Regions from separate parts of the Macaca mulatta genome. Here region 1 is linked to region 2. Evidence: chromatin contacts called from public Hi-C data. All regions are on one chromosome and are shown on one strand. The core of a region is the stretch at or near the end of the contact, and the rest is flanking DNA. Distances in the headings are between cores, read along the strand shown. Region 1 holds the start of KLHL35 (kelch like family member 35). Region 2 holds the start of RPS3 (ribosomal protein S3).

Region 1 (4,710 bases), core at 1,200-3,699, 34 kb after region 2:
GACTGTCCCCTCCGTTCAGGTTCCTTATGGCTACAGTGCCTCAGCCCCGCCTCACCAGCACGACATTCTGCCCTGCCTACCCACTCAGACACTCAGTGCCCCTTTCGGTTCTTCAAACTCGCTGAGCGTTTTCCTATCGATATCTGCAGAAGACAGATGGCACGCTCTCAAATAGGATAATCGGAGGAGGGTCTAATAAAGGAACTATTTTCAACAGCGGAGTCGGCGTTAGGGACTCCGACAGGAGGAGGGCTGTTCCCCGGGCTACTAACAGCAAGGCGCCTTGGCCGCCCCGGGGTCTGAAGCGGGGGAGCAGGGAAGTTACTGGAACCTGGAAATGTATCTGTGTAAGGAGGGTCCCGTGACAGGAGTTGAAGCCCTGGGTCAAGGGACTAAGGCCGCCCCACAGAGACCCAGTGTGTGCGTGTGCAGGAGAGAAGGTACAATAATTCGACTGTCCTCTGCTCAATCCTGCCTGTCTCCTGCCGATCTCCGGTAGGTGCTGAGCACTGACCACACCCTGAGCACTCCCCTGATAGACAGCATCATACACACAGCATTCGCGCAAACAGATTCGACAAGTATTTATTGGGAGCCTTTTCTGTGCCAGGCAGTGAGCAAGACAACCATAGTTTCAGTGTGCCCGGAGGTCACAGTCTGGCGGCGGTGCCATGGGGAGGCACCGGGTGTTAGGGGAGTTCATAGAAGGGGCGCTGGACCCAGGTGGAGGGGAGTCAGGGAGGGCGTCCTTGAGGGGAACCTTCCAGCTGAGAAGGATGGGCGAATTCTCAGAGGGTGAAAGGTTAGAGCCCAGGCTGAGGGAAGCTGGCCCTCTCTCTAGTGAGTTCTCTTGGTGTTCTCCAGGTAGCACCGTCTGGAAGTGGAAAGAACTCTAGGGACAAACTAACCCAGTCCCTGCCACTGGCTCACGGTGTGGCCGGGGGCAAGTCACTCCTCTCACCTGCCGGTCCTGGCCTCAGTTATCTCATCTGAAATGGGATCCCTACCTCACAGGGCTGTGGCTTCATGACTATTACATGGGCTTTATGAAAAGTGCTGGTACACAGTACGAGCTACATGGGTGTTTCCCTGTATTGTTTTTACTCGAGAGGAAGGGAGGACACTGTGTGTGCCAGTTACTTTTATAGACATAATTTAATTTCATCCTCACAACCTGAGAAGTTTCTTTAGCCCACCCCTGCCCCTTTAGTTTGTCATAAGGGAAACAAGCACACACAGGACACCTGCCCTTCAGAGGTTTGCGGCGAGGCTCAGCAGAGGGGTGTTTGTGAAGGCGCTCTGCAGACTGAGGGGCTGGGCCATGCTGGTTATGATTTGGCCATTATGAACACACAGCCTCTGCTTGCACACCTCCAGGGACAGGGAGTTCCCTCCTTTCCATCAGCTTACTCTAGGGGGCTCAGGTCCACCCTCTGCGCCCTGCCTCTCCTTCCATCCTCCTGCTCCCAGCTGCTCTGCTGCTTCTGGAGGTCAGATCCTGCCCAGCGTTAGTCTGGCTTTCATGCCCTGGTCATTCCGGGCCATGGATCCCCTGGTCAGCATCGTGAGAAATGAACTCCCTGGTGGGCAAGAAAGTTAACTACTTTTGCCCAAGTGGAGAGACTGGATCCTGAATCCACCTGGCTCCAGGGTTTGCATGCCACACTTGCCAGGGTGGGGGTGTGTCCCAAGGAGCAGCCAGGAGGTGGAAGGAAGTGAGACCAGTCATCACAGCACGCTGCAACCAGTCTGTCCTCCACTAGCCCACAAAGCAACTACACTCTGAGTTGAAACCCAAGAGGGCCGGTCTCATTAGCATAAGGATGGACTTCTTGCAAAGGTGTCCCACAGCACAAGCAGCTCCCTGGGGGAGAAAGAGTTCCCTCCTAGGAAGTGTGTCAGTACTTTTTCATTTTACTGTCTACTGCACTGGGCGCTCTGGACACACAGTGACATCAGATCCAGCATTCACTCTGGGATCCCCAGTCTGGGGGCCGAAGGACACCCAGTTGGAACACGGAAGGTAAAAATTCCCAGGTAGGGCTCAATGAGTATCCTCCCTTCTCGGCTGAGTCTAGGCACTTCAAGCCATGGGTCATGATGCAGACTGAAGGGCCCAGCCTGTAGAAGCTGACTCGAACATGCCACCATCACTCTTTTTTACACCCACATCCACTTGAAGCCATTACCCAAGCACCTCCTCCGCATCCTCCCCATCTCAGACTTGTGGATACCACACAGCTGGGGCAGCCCTGCAGCCTAAGCCTTGCCCCATGCACCTGGCGCTTACCTGGCCACACCCTCTCCCAAGTGCTCCGCAGCTGCTGCTCTCACAGGTATCACTCCTGTCTGTGCCTGCTGCCCGCACCCCTGGCAGCCCAAGCTCCAATGTTCGTGCTGCTCTGCCAGACCCCCGTTCGCTGTTTGCTCGGGCTCAGCTGCGGGAGGACAAAGGGGCTGGACGCCAGGAGGGAGGGGGAGGGAGAGGAAGGGAGAAGCGAGTGGGGAGGGGATGCTGGGCTTTTGTTCTACTCTTGGACTAGCCCTGGGAGGGAGGGAAAGAAAGAAGGGGCGTAAGAGTGGATTGACTGTGTGCAACTCCAGGGTTTGGATTTGGATTCGTGCATGGGGTTGGGGGTGACCTGGTGCTGGCCTTGTCCCTGATTGAGGACAAGGGTTTGAAGATGTATGGTGCTGGAGTTGGGGTGTGGGAGGGGTGTCATCGTGCAGTTGTGGGCATGTAGGTTCCAGGGTGACTATGCGTGATTGTGGAAGTACATGGAATGCAGTGACTGTGTAGCACTGGGCTGCGTGTGGACATGTGGCTGTGTGACCATGTAGATGCCAATGTGACTAAGCATGTGTGGGGCAGGGGGCACAGTGGCTCTGAGTCTCACTCCCTTGAGCCCAGGGAGAGGCGGGAGCTGACCTCTGCCCCAAGAAGAGGAGCACTTGCCAGACATTCAGTAGCAGGGGCAGGAGGGCCGCTCCTCGAGGCTACTGTGGGGGCCCAGTGGAGCTTCCAATATTTGCATGCCAGAATCTCCTAGACCCCAAGAATTCTATCCAGAAGATTCCTGTTTGGAAGACACACGTCCCTTGGCTCCCAGGAAGCATGGAGTTAATTTGATGCAGGCTGGAGCTGGGGCTCAGCTTCCCCCTTTTCCCTAAGGACACACCCATGACCGGGCAGACTCTCAGAACAAAGAGGGGAGTTACAGGCCTGCTCTGACGCCACCACTGACTCCTGCTCATAGACAGCAGAGGTCCCAAGGATTGGAAGGAAAGGACACCTGTGGTCCCAGGGCTGTACTTTGGCTTTCAGCCCAGGTGCCCCCAGTCCTGGGCATGGGCATGGGCCCTCCTCAGGCAGGTCCAAAGCTCGGAGAAGTCAAAGCCAAACTCCTCACATGGGGAAGAGGCCTCCCTGTGCTGAAGGCCTGTCCCAACACAGCCGGGAGGCTCAGAATGCCTTCGTGTGGCTGTGAGGGCACCTGCCAGTCCCACTCCCAGCCCCACATTGGACCCAGGAGCCCTCCCGCTCTGTGTGTCATTCCTAGCTTACGGGAGACATAACATATGCGCTGGGGTCAGACTCTGGGTGGGATTCTGGCTTGGCCTGTTCTAAGCTGTGTGGCCTTTGGAGGTCACTTTTACCTCTCCAAGACTGTCTCCCCATCCACCATGTGAGGATACTGGCTCCCAGCCACTGGCACCGTGGTGGACCCAGAGAAGGGGAGGCACCATCCTGCCGTTTTCCCATTCATTCCTGAGAATGGTTCCTCCTCAAATCATAGGGTCAGAACTGAAACCTAGACCCAGTGCACTTGTCCCCACCCTCCTGCTGGCAATTCAGAGACAACACACATCAAGATGGCAGCTTTAATCACATTGGCCGAGCCCCTTGGGTTCCCTCTGTGCAGGCCTACTTAGCCACACACCCACCCTGACCATGTCCAGAACACTTTTACCAGGTGGGCCCTGCCCTGTGGCCACTGATGTGGGAACCTGAGGTTAAATCAGTCTGTGGACTCCTGGGTTAGGGGACTCTTCTGCCCTGAGGTCTGCTGGACACTTCGGCATAGGATCCAGTAGCCCTGAGCTCACTCTTCTGGCCATCTCCAGCTGCTCCTGGGGAATGTGGCTCAGGTCTGCTCCTGGGACAGGGGGTTGGTGGTGGCATGAGGTGGACTGGGGAGGAGGACGTGTCTCCACACTGCAGCTGGCTTCCTCCTGGGCCGAACCTCCTTGTGCTTTGAGACTGACAGGAAGAGCAGAGTTGCTTCGGGTAGAGGCCCGGCCCAGGCCCTTGGGGCAGGATAAAAACAGAGAATTCAAGTGCCTCGGGGCACAGATAGGAGGACAGACGGCACAGGTGAGCATCCGCACCCTCCATTGCCACAGGGGGCATGGCATGGCCCATGACCCATCAAAGCTTCCAAGTCAGGATATAGGAGAGGGCCTCAGAAGAGGGGCCCAAGCCCTAGGCCCCGCACCACCCAGAAGGAGCCCCAGGCCTGCAGGGGCATCTGAGAGGCTGGAGTCCTGGTCCAGCTGGGCCTCAGGGGGACACGGGAGTCCCCCTCAAGAGAGGCTGTGGCTGACAAGGGGCTGGAGCCCACAAGGAGGCTGTGGAGCCAGCTTCCAGAGCACTCCGAGTTCAGACACGCTTCCATCAGCTCTCCTAGGCTCCCCTGGCTTCTGTGTCAG
Region 2 (4,930 bases), core at 973-3,472:
GGTCTCCATCTCCTGACCTTGTGATCCGCCCACCTCAGCCTCCCAAAGTGCTGGGATTACAGGCGTAAGCCACCGCGCCCGGCGATCTTTCTATATTCTTAAGAAAAACCTGAAATAGTTTTAGAGAGAAATACCCTGACTTTTACGTGAAGAAAACTATTCAAACTTAAAACTGTTATTGAAGTGTTTAGGGGTAAAGTTTACCAATGTCTGCAACTTACTTTGAAATGCCTCAAAAGATATATTGGTGGGTGGCTACAGGGATGAGTAGATACATGATAAAGCAACAGCAAAATATTAGTTGTAGCATCATTCTCAATTCCCCCTCAGCTTGGTGATGCATACATGTACAGTTTTTCCAACTGTTCTGTAAGCTTCATAATAAAATGAACAGACATTTAAATTTTTTTTTTTTAGACTGAGTCTCACTCTGCTGTCCGGGCTGAGTGCAGTGGCACAATCGCGGTTCACTGCAGCCTAGACTTCCTGTACTCAAGCAGTCCTCTCACCTCTGCCTCCAGAGTAGCTGGGACTACAGGCACACACCACCACACCCGGCTAATTTTCTTTTTTCACTTTTTGTAGAGATGAGAGTGTCTCATTCTGTTGCCCAGGTTGGTTTCAAACTTCTGGCCTCAAGCAATCCACTTGCCTTGGCCTCCCAAAGTGCTGGGATTACAAGCCTGAGCCACTGCACCTGGCTAGAATTTTTTTTTAATTGAAAAAGAAGGCCGGGTGCATTGGCTCATGCCTGTAATCCCAGCACTCTGGGAGGGTGAGGCAGGTGGATCACTTGAGGTCAGGAGTTCAAGACCAGCCTGGCCAACGTGGTGAAACTTCATTTCTACTAAAAATACAAAAATTAGCCGGGTTTGGTGGTGTGCACCTGTAATCCCAGCTACTCAGGAGGCCAAGGCAGAAGAATCGCTTGAACCTGGGAGGTGGAGGTTGCAGGGAGCTGAGATCGTACTACTGCGCTCCAGCTTGGGCAACGGGAGAGAAAAGAAAGAAAGGAGAGAAAGAGAGAGAAAGGAGGGAAGGAGGGAAGGAAGGAGGGAAGGAAGGAAGGAAGAGAGGGAGGGTGGGCGGGCACACGAGCCACTCTCTGGGACTTCTGTTACAAATTGTAATGGACTTGATGAAAGTAAGGTGGAGTAAATGAAAACAACATAAAGGGCACAGAACACAGTCCCTAGGACACTTAGTAAATATCAGGTTTTATTATCATTTGGAATGGAGGAAATGGGCACAGACTGGGGACATTCTTTTTTTTTTTTTTTTTTTTTTTTTTTTTGAGACAGAGCCTCACTCTGTCGCCCAGGCTAGAGTGCAGTGGTGGGATCTCCGCCCACTGCAACCTCCACCTCCCGGGTCCAAGCAATCCTCCCACCTCAGCCTCCTGAGTAGCTGGGATTACAGGTGCCTGCCACCACGCCCAGCTACTTTTTCTATTTTTAGTAGAGACGGGGTTTCACCATGTTCGCCAGGCTAGTCTTTAACTCCTGACCTCAAGTAATCCGCCCGCCTTGGCCTCCCAAAGAGGAGTCTTAAATGAATTTCACTGAGGGATTTCAGCAGATTTTCATTACAATATCCACCCTGAAAGTGTAGGGGCCAGAGTTCCACGCTGGTTAAACTCTGTTGCTGTGTGAACTTATACCTGTAATTTCCACCTCTGCACCTCGCATTGCTTGTTTTTAAACTATGAGAATTGAACTCGCGGCCGGGCGCGGTGGCTCAAGCCTGTAATCCCAGCACTTTGGGAGGCCGAGACAAGCGGATCACGAGGTCGAGAAATCGAGACCATCCTGGCTAACACGGTGAAACCCTGTCTCTATTAAAAAATACAAAAAACTAGCCGGGAGAGGTGGCGGGCGCCTGTAGTCCCAGCTACTCCGAAGGCTGAGGCAGGAGAATGGCGTAAACCCGGGAGGCGGAGCTTGCAGTGAGCTGAGATCCGGCCACTGCACTCCAGCCTGGGCGACAGAGCAAGACTCCGTCTCAAAAAAAAAAAAAAAAGAGAATTGAACTCTAAGATCCTCTGAAGTCTAGCAGTCCTGCTGGTCGAACCCCCTTTACTGTTCCTGCCTACACTCTTCCTTCCCTTGACGCCTTCTTTACGTAAAAACTACATTTCCCATGAGCACCCATAGGCGTCCACGTAGCGCAGCCCTCCGCCGTCGCTCGCGCCCTTTATACTCACTTCCGCCCGCCCGCCACTTCTTTTTCTTTCGGCGGAGCGCGGCGGCAAGATGGCCGTGCAAATTTCCAAGAAGAGGAAGGTGAGCCTCTGGGGACTGGGTTCGGGGAACGACTGCGCCGCGAGGGTCAGGGGCTTCTCGGGTGCCACCGCGAGGCCTGCAGCTCCGTGCCCTGCCCTGGGAAGCGGCTTAGGCTTCCTGGCATTCCCACGGGCCGCGGATGGCGGTGGATTGAGTGAGAGGCCCGAGCCAGGCGGGCGCTGTGTGGCCGGGTAAGGGAGAGACAGGTTTTTCTCTGGTTCCGAGTGAAGCGCAGAGAGATGGGGACCAGGCGCCCCTTCTGTCCCGGAGAAGGCGTTTGTGAGCATTTTTTGGTCAATGGAATTAGTAAACGTGGTATTTTGAGGGCGTGTGTCATTTCCCTCATGTCTTATCCCATGGTTTTGGGAAGGGGAGGCAGCAGTGTATACTTGTCTTCTTACTGGTCGAGTCTGGGTACAGTCTGCTGGTCCCACGACCTCAACATGAAGGGTTACTGACGATTGCTTGCTCCGTCTGAGGACCCCGGGAGGAAGCTGCCTCGGATTTAACGCTTTGTTATTCCATGGGAAAGAACTGTGTAAAAATCATTAGCTTTAAAAATAGACAGTTTGTCATTTCGTATACCTACACTTCGATGTTAAAATTAAATCCACAACTCTTGTGAGTTAGGATTTTCCAGCTCTGTTTACAGTTAAAACCACAGGTACCGTAAGGCCAGATAACATGGCTGGGATTCTTTAGACGGTCCAGGTTGTGTCTGCAAGTGAGAGAGCTTATGTTAAGTCCACTATCTATTCTGTTCCTTCACAGTGACAAGTACAGTGTCTTTGCTGTGCTGAGTGAGGTGTAAATAGGCTATTTTAGAGCAGTTTCTTGTTTTGCATGTGGAACTGTTTTAAACCCTTCGATGAAGAGATGATGACGAGTCTGACTTGGGGGTGTTGCCTTCGCCCAGGTTGCCTACTCTGTGCTGCATTCTGTGGCACAGTTTAAAGGGCCCTGGTTGAAGTAACTTCCTAAAGATGACCTAGAGGCATTTGTCTGAGAAGGGTTGCTGCACTCCTGTTGGAACAAGGGTTTGGAACCATTGGTTGGAGGTATTTAGTTTTGGGGAGGGATGCATTGACTAATAAGACACTGGCTCAGGCGAAAGTGAGCCTACACCGATGTCCTAATTTTGAACTTCGCTTTTTTTGGATTAGTTTGTCGCTGATGGCATCTTCAAAGCTGAACTGAATGAGTTTCTTACTCGGGAGCTGGCTGAAGATGGCTACTCTGGAGTTGAGGTGCGAGTTACACCAACCAGGACAGAAATCATTATCTTAGCCACCAGGTAAAACTCACTTGACTGGCCATCACCTATAATTGTTGTAAATGCTAAGTTGGTTTATTCCTTTTTTTGTGTGTGTGAGACAGAGTCTTGCTCTGTCCCGAAGGCTGGAGTGCAGTGGTGAGATCTCTGCTCACTGCAAGCTCCGCCTCCCAGCTTCCTGCCATTCTCCTGCCTCAGCCTCCTGAGTAGCTGGGACTACAGGGGCCAACCACCATGCCCGGCTAATTTTTTGTATTTTTAGTAGATTCGGGGTTTCACTGTGTTAGCCAGGATGGTCTCAATCTCCTGACCTCGGGATCCGCCCACCTCAGCCTCCCAAAGTGCTGGGATTACAGGCATGAGCCACCGCGCCTGGCTGGTTTGTCCTTTGTGAACTTAAGGGGATAGACAGCCAGTGAGTCTGGGCTTAGTGAATGTAATTGCTTCTTAAAAGCTGGATTTTAAGGCCAGGCATAGGATCGCTTGAGCTCAGGAGTTCAAGACCAGCCTGGGCAACATGCGGAAACCCCCTCTCTAAAAAAGATAAGGTTGTGGTGGTGCACACCTGTGGTCCCAGCTATTCCAGAGGCTGAAGCAGGCGATGGCTTGAGCCCAAGAGGTCCAGGCTGCAGTGAGCCATTGGTGTGATCCAGCCTGGGTGACAGAGAGAGACCCTGTCTCAAAAAAAGCTGCATTTTGAAAATTTAACTTTAGTTTTTGTCAATGAAAATTATATGCTTTGTGGCAGAGATTTTGCTACCACATATATATTGCAAGATTTAAAGTTAAATCTAGCATTTGTGAGAGTCATGAATTGTCACTTTTTCCCCGCCCAGAACACAGAATGTTCTTGGTGAGAAGGGCCGGCGGATTCGGGAACTGACTGCTGTAGTTCAGAAGAGGTTTGGCTTTCCAGAGGGCAGTGTAGAGGTGAGTGATTCTGGCGTATGCCAGAGATAATGGCTCTTCAGAATGATAACTTCTAAAAACTGGGAGACTTTGTTCATTACAAATGGACTGATACAACTTTGTTGAAATTCTCTTAATGAATAATGGGCTTAACTTTGTAAGCCTGTTCTGCTAATGGTTGATAGTTAAAGGATTTTACATTCAACTTGGGTATAGAAATGATGCATATGATGGATTGACTGTCCCCATTGGTGTAGTTGGTATGGCCAAAGGAGCCAGGGTGGGAGGGCAAGGAACCTGCACTGTGTGTAGGTGGTAGAAGTGCTTTAGGAATTGAGGGATACTGAAATTATATGCTGTTTGTGATGGTGTTGTGCAGTCTTTTGGCCTCCGTAGGCCACGTTGGAAGAATTATCTTGGGCCACACTACTGGTAGTGCAAAAAATCACGATGTTCAATTTTTGTT

What was found. Hi-C and Micro-C count contacts between places; a contact is called where the count stands out from the background.
Region 1: a Hi-C map of fetal cortex germinal zone shows a contact between it and region 2, with 1.7 times the contacts expected there. The contact joins the promoter of KLHL35 here to the promoter of RPS3 in region 2.

The regions. Positions count from the first base shown.
Region 1 is chr14:75,848,870-75,853,579 of T2T-MMU8v2.0, forward strand. It overlaps KLHL35 (kelch like family member 35), which reads right to left and starts at 2,450. Exons shown (of 7, transcript XM_077963847.1): 1 at 2,291-2,450. GDPD5 (glycerophosphodiester phosphodiesterase domain containing 5) reads right to left here. Exons shown (of 18, transcript XR_013404150.1): 17 at 4,308-4,710; 18 at 3,869-4,233.
Region 2 is chr14:75,814,698-75,819,627 of T2T-MMU8v2.0, forward strand. RPS3 (ribosomal protein S3) reads left to right here and starts at 2,223. Exons shown (of 7, transcript NM_001266290.1): 1 at 2,223-2,282; 2 at 3,446-3,576; 3 at 4,392-4,485. The coding sequence starts at 2,253. It overlaps LOC114672509 (small nucleolar RNA SNORD15), which reads left to right and starts at 3,146; the gene lies at 3,146-3,293.